Regions from separate parts of the Columba livia genome. Here region 1 is linked to region 2. A link is a contact called in public Hi-C data. All regions are on one chromosome and are shown on one strand. The core of a region is the stretch at or near the end of the contact, and the rest is flanking DNA. Distances in the headings are between cores, read along the strand shown.

The links. A called contact is a pair of places that touch in the nucleus more often than the background predicts.
Region 1: a contact with region 2 is called in a Hi-C map of liver, with 2.5 times the contacts expected there. The contact joins two enhancer-like sites.

The regions. Positions count from the first base shown.
Region 1 is chr1:144,857,150-144,860,527 of bColLiv1.pat.W.v2, forward strand. No RefSeq gene overlaps it. Among named protein-coding and RNA genes, the nearest start is that of FGD4, 8.9 kb to the left of the region's middle. Within about 2 kb of position 1,987, at least 1 of the 3 cell types and tissues checked has an H3K27ac peak away from gene starts, as active enhancers do.
Region 2 is chr1:144,738,287-144,741,472 of bColLiv1.pat.W.v2, forward strand. FGD4 (FYVE, RhoGEF and PH domain containing 4) reads right to left here. Exons shown (of 18, transcript XM_065034966.1): 14 at 3,061-3,156; 15 at 2,528-2,653. Among named protein-coding and RNA genes, the nearest start is that of DNM1L, 18 kb to the left of the region's middle. Within about 2 kb of position 1,600, at least 1 of the 3 cell types and tissues checked has an H3K27ac peak away from gene starts, as active enhancers do.

The DNA.
Region 1 (3,378 bases), core at 737-3,236, 120 kb after region 2:
TTTTCCCATGTTTAGGCAATGTTTTCTTCTCAGGCCTAGTGAGTCAAATGGCCTTTTTGGTTTACAGGCCTGGCGGACACTCAGAAGAAGGGCATAGGGCTAAGAAAATTAAAAGCAGACTGTGTATGTTAAACCTCAGCTATTTATAGTGAGGATCTATTAATATCAAGCACTGCAGGAAAAGGGAACAAGCTGTTGAACCAACTCAAGCACTTGAGCAGTGCGGGTTCTAAGGTGGAGCATGTACCACATGGACTAAACAATTCACCTTGCTGAGAGCACCTGGCTACTGCATCTGAAACCACTTTGGTATTCAGTGCGTGCAGAGTGGACATACGTGGAGACATAAAGGGTTACCTGTAAAGAAACTTGGCTCACTTTGTTGAGTGTTGATGTTTTCCCATCACACAGTCTCAATTTGTCTGTCTGTAGGTAGAGAGATAACAGTACCCATTTTGCAAAGATGTTTTGGGAACGAATTAATATGCACAGTGTGCGCTGAAGATAAAAAGAGCTACTTTGCATTTGGCTTAGATAACAAAAACCTTTGAAAGCAGTAGTGGCTTCACAGAGGCATTTTCTTTTTAAGTAATGTAGGACTTGGAGATTGCTGGCATTTAAATGCAGTGCATTTATATAAGTTCTAATTTTACATTTTGCATGCCTGAAGCTGAGTCACAAGCTGGTCATGAAATCACTCACCAGTCATATCCTCAAATTGCATGAGATACTCCATGTTATGCCCATGGTCCTGTCATCTGCTCCACACAGATGAATGCCCAGTCCAGATGGAGCCTACTAAAGTCAGTGGAGCTTTGCTGCAACCCAGGGATGTCTTAAAATCAAATTTCAAAGCAACAAATTGAATGGCAGGTCCATTCATTCAGGTCAAAGCAAGTTTCCCAACCAACTGTAAATGACACGGGTCAAAGGCTTGATGGTAGCATCCGTATAGCTATGACGAACAGCTGCTACTTCATCTTAGAGCAGTAACAAGCTGTAGCACTGTAGAAAGAGCTGCCTTGGATGGATCAGCATTGAGCCATCTGAGTTTACAGAGGTCATCTATCTCTAACAGAGGCTTCTTATTGCTGTAGCAAAGCCAGTTAGTCTTGTACAGGGGAACAGAAGACAACCTCTGTGCTGTAAAAACAGTAGCTGTTTTTCTCCTGTGGTCACATGCATTTCCCATCTCTGTGAAGAAGAACAAGATATTGGGTCTACATCTTCTGCATTCAGAATTTGATCTTCAAGGGAGCTCTGTACTCATGTAGCTTTCCATATCATATTCCTAATCTATGTAAATAGCCTCAGTTTTAATACCTTAACCAATACGACAGCATTGAATAGCAAACATCGATTTCCTTTGAGAGAGGTCATAAACACTTAAAAAGATGTGGGCATCCTATGAACTAATTTCAATGGACACAACTGTCTCATTATTTATTTCCAAAGTTTCCTGATAACTCAGTTCAGGGAGATGAAAGGGCTTCTTTCTCTCCCCTCATATGGAGCTTTCTCACAAATAACATTTTCTCAATCATGTATTTTATATATTTTTTTATTATTTTTTTTTTTCTGTAAAACCAGCCACCAAACCTTATTCCTGAAGTTAGATCCCTCCAATATGATATAAGAGAATTTATAAATAATAATGAGTGAAAAGTGTGTTTTCTAATATACTGCTGTAGTCAAGAAGGAATCATTCTTGCAAAGGTCAATATTTTTTACTGGGTTATTAAGTTTCTGCTGAGTTGTCAACTATAGTATAAGCCTCATTTTTTGTGCAAAGTTAGGACTTTTTTCTTTCATTCAGGCAATCACTCAAACTTTCCACTGAGAGGAAAGTAGTTGTGCCTGTGCCTTTAGCATACACAAATAGATGAGAGCTGGCTTTATTCCAAATGTTTTTATGAGGATTCACATTCTTATTATCTATGTTAGCTCCATTTCCCCCCTGTATTTTGTTCTCTATATAAAATCTTCTATGTTTGTAATCACAGGCTGCTAGCAGATGTGGATGTCAGGCCCTATGATATGGCTCTCTTAATAATTGGTACCTCTGTTCTCTCTGTTTTCAACCTTGTTCAAAATTATTTAGTCATTTTTTGTGCTCAACCTGAGTTGCCAGTGGCCTGTCAGTGCTTTGTGGTGTTAAGAGAGTCAAACTATGGCTCCTGCTGCCTTTAGGTGTAGCTGGGAGTGTTTGGTGTTTCTCTAAGTGTAACTGCAGGATTTATCAAGGGAGGTATCCAGAAACAAAGACTTGCAGTGGCAGTCACTGTAAACTTTAGCTGAGGATCATTTCCATTATCATCTGATATATGTTTATAGGCAAACCAATAGGTCATTTGTCAGAAATTACCTCCTGCTCTCCTACTCCAGAACAAGGGGTAGCGGTGCTTCTCAAAGGAGATACTATGCAGACATTTTCTTTGGAAACAAAAAATATATTTTAATTATTATTATTATTTTTAACCCCGACTATTTCAGTGATCTGACTCGTACCATTGCCTCTCAGGGAGTTGCACAGGACCTGCTGAAGAGATGATACATAGGAAGGGGAAGAGGAAGGAGCAATATGGTTTAGAAGTTTCTCTAACCAACTTTGCTGTGAGAATGTTCACATAAGGGGCAACTCTGTGCAACTGCTTTCAAAGCAAATACTCTGAGGAAGAAAAGTCTGCTTCCTCTTTTTTTTTTTTTAATTCTCAAAAATTATTTTAGTTTAAAATTGAAGGGGAGGAACAACCAGAGTAAGAGAAATTTATCTTGAGCAGTCACACTTCTGCAAAAGTGATCCTGCAACACCACTGCCAAAGGCACTTCTGCAATGAACACAGATAAGGCGGGAGGACCTTCCCTTTCCCTGCTAGGTGGAAAAAGGAAGAAAAGAGAGAAGTGGCAAGAACTTAGATAAGTGACAGTTCTTGATCTGCATTTCTGTCACCATGCACAAATTCTGTTACAAGCCAAAGCACCTCACCAGCCAGCCAAGAACAAAACCAGCCCTCCAATAGCTCCCATTGAGTCAAACATGACAGCAGGTGTGGAGGCACAGTATTTCCTCCAGGCTCTTCCCTTTTCCTGGCCCATTTGCTATCCCCCAGGGATACTGCCAGCTGTGAGGGGCCATGTTCCCAGACCACCGTGGGACTGGCTACTGAGGGAGGATTTTGACCCCCTGGCTGTCAGAACAAGGCTCTTGCACAAGGGATGAAAGACGTTTCTTAGTTTAAAAAGCCGGTACGGTGCGCTGTACAGTGCACGGCACTCCCCAGCTGATCTTACGCCAACTTCAGCTCTTCCTTTGCTTCCACATCCCCTGAGGGTGGAGATTTGCATCTCACAAAGCATTATTGTATGTGCAGATGTTGC
Region 2 (3,186 bases), core at 350-2,849:
TATATGAAATTTAAGGATTTACAAAACTTTATAGAAACAGAATTTAATTTAACATTAATATTATAACTAATTAGTATCATTTATTTAATTATACAAAACAAGATAGCTAATTGCTTTGTGGTGATTGTTATGTCAACAGTAACTTAAGTGAAATGAACAGTTTCTCCAAATTTGTGCCACTGCTTCGTAACTAGAATTGCTTTTTACTATTTACCTGGTGGCAACTTTGTATAAAATCACATTAGGCTTTCACTTATATCTGTAGGTTAAAGAATAGAACCAGAACCACGCCACAGGAAGAAAATCCTTCAGTTTCTTTAGATGCCACTCTGAAAAGGTACACTTAGCATTTGGTTTTCTACATAACCTCAGAGATGTAGAACTGAGATGCACTTTTAATGATTAAAAAATTAATAAAATTAGAAATGGTTACTTTTTTAACCTAAGAAATATTAAATTTACAGTTCCAGAAACTGCTGATGAGTACACAGCATAAACCACTGTCACACTGGCTTTTGTCTTTTCACAAAACATATACAGAAAACTGAAATGCAAGAAGATCTGAGAGAAGTTCTTTCATTACAAATATTTTTCCACAGAAATGTTCTTTCAGGGGAAAGAGAGAGCCTGTACTAAAAGCATGAGTGCTGTTATTTCAAGAAAGAAAGGTAGACAAATGGATGTGAACCACTCAAACACCTGATCAAATTTTTATTGTGGACCAGGGCTCTGCAGTATTAATCTAGATCACTACCTTCAACTAGTATCTCTCGAGAATACTAGTTAAATATTTCCAATTAGTTCTTGCTAGAAAGACACTATCACTGATCCAAATTAATTCCCATGAAAATATGTTTAAAATCAAAGTGGAAGGAGATGTGAACTATAATAAAGGGAAGTACTTAGGACTCTAAACAAAAGGAAGAAAAAAAGGAAGCATATGATCTTTAGATTAATGAAGGAGTTTTAAGACAGAATGACCTAGAAAAAAAAAGAATAAAAAACAGATAACAACTGTATAATGAATAATTCAGAACTTCTGAAAACATCTCTAGTGTCTTGCAAAGAACAAAACCAGCATTATGAATGCAGTAAGTCTTCACACCACGTGAAAATATTAGAAAGAAATCATGCAAGATAACCTGCAAGACAAATATTAAACCTGGGCTTGCACTACCATCTGCTGGAGAAAAGCATAGCTGCTGGATGGCAACTAAAGCACTCTGAACTCATTCCACTACAGGATGTTTCAAAAAGATGGATCTAGTTTCAAAGCAGTATATTTCACAATGGCAACATGTTACAATTACACAAAAATTTACAAACAAATAATTTGAAACATTATGTCCCACTCTTTCAAGTGGTAAGTGTTTCATTCATGGGTGGTTCATGGTTGCAGAGATATCCAGTGATTTTAAATTTTCAAATTGGGTCCATCTTTTTGATATATCCTGTATTTCATGGTTGCTTTAAAGTGGTATATGTTACCATAGCATCATACATGGAAAGCAGCAGTAATACTTTCTCCCCATCCCAACCTTCAGCCTTTCCCCGATGCTTCGTGCATGTTACATGCTGAACCCAGCTGAGAACAGCCCCAAGGTAACCCAAAGAAAAACTGCGGGGCTTCACGTTTCTCTGGACAAGGAGAGAGGAGATTGCAGAACGGTAAGCAGAGGCAGCCAGTGCTACCAGGGATAACACTGGCTTATGCCAGCTTAATACGGTCTTAGAATCATAGAATAGAATGAATCATAGAATTATTTTTGTTGGTAGAGACCCTCAAGATCATTAACCTAACACTGGCACTAAACCATGTACCTAAGAACCTCATCTGTATGTCTTATAAACATTCCCATGGATGGTGACTCCACCACTTCCCTGAGCAGTCTGTTCCAGTGCCTGACAACACTTTCCTTGAAGATATTTTTCGTAATATCCAATCTAAACCTCCCCTGGCACAACTTGAAGCTGTTCCCTCTTGTTCTACCACTTGTTGCCTGGAGAAGAGACCAACCCCCTCCATGCTACAACCTCCTTTCAGGTAGCTGTAGACAGCAATAAGGTCTCCCCTCAGCCTCCTTTTCTCCAGGCTAAACAGCCCCAGTTCCCCCATCTGCTCCTCATCAGACTTGTGCTCCAGACCCCTCACCAGCTTCATTGCCCTTCTCTGAACTCTCTCCAGCACCTCAATGTCTTTTCTTGTAGTGAGGGGAAACTCTTGTAGTGAGTCTTGAAACTGCTGAGATCAGTGGAGGCCACTCAGAAATAAGTGTATTGTATATCCAGGGGCTTGGGACATTTTACACAAACACACATCTTCCACCGCTCCAAATTACTTCCACATTTCCCATGCCAACTGAAGACAGAGGAACCTTTGTGGTAGGCTATACACAGCTTCTCCTTTCAGCCACAAGCACAGCAACAAACTCTACAGCATAACAAGCATCCCCCAGAACTCAAGCAGATTCTCAAACCCATTCCCAAGCCCACTCCTCAGCTACAGCAGCTGAGGTTCTGCACTTACATGTCCACACGCTCGGCAGTGGTGCCGTCTCCTTGTCAGTGCATTAAAGGGCTCCTTGCATTTCATGCACATGGTTACTTCGTTGTCTCGTATCCACCTCGGTGCTCTCTTCCCAAGCTCAGCATTCTGCCAGAGGGCAGGGAAAGGATGGAAAGAAAAAAAAAAAGCCAGTATAAAAAGTTGTGCAGCACTTTAAATAGAGAAAATAGTTATTCTCTTCCTCTGCAAAGGAAATGGCAAAACGCAGCTCAAAATGCGTTTTGAAATCTATACAAGAAATAACAAAGAACCCAGTCAAAAAAATCATTGTGCATCACTGAAAGGGTACTCTGTTATACAAGTCAAGAAAAAATGAGGCTTTTTTATAAGATTTGGCATTATAAAGAAAAACAATTACCAGCAAGACGATTGCTTTGTAATTCCTCTACTATAAGAATGGTGAACTTGAAAACAAAGTTTCTGCCAAGCTTCTTCCAGTTATTGAAGAAAAACATGGATACTAGGAGGGCTACAAAGGAAGAGCAGCAACTTACAGAAACCTCAACAGGCATGTCTTCATATTCTTTAGCAATAGCGTTTCTGAAAGTTTCATTCCTCTGCTGAAAAGCTTCTATGGTATTCTGAAGCGCCTAAGGAAACAGTGGAGGAATTAGTCAGAG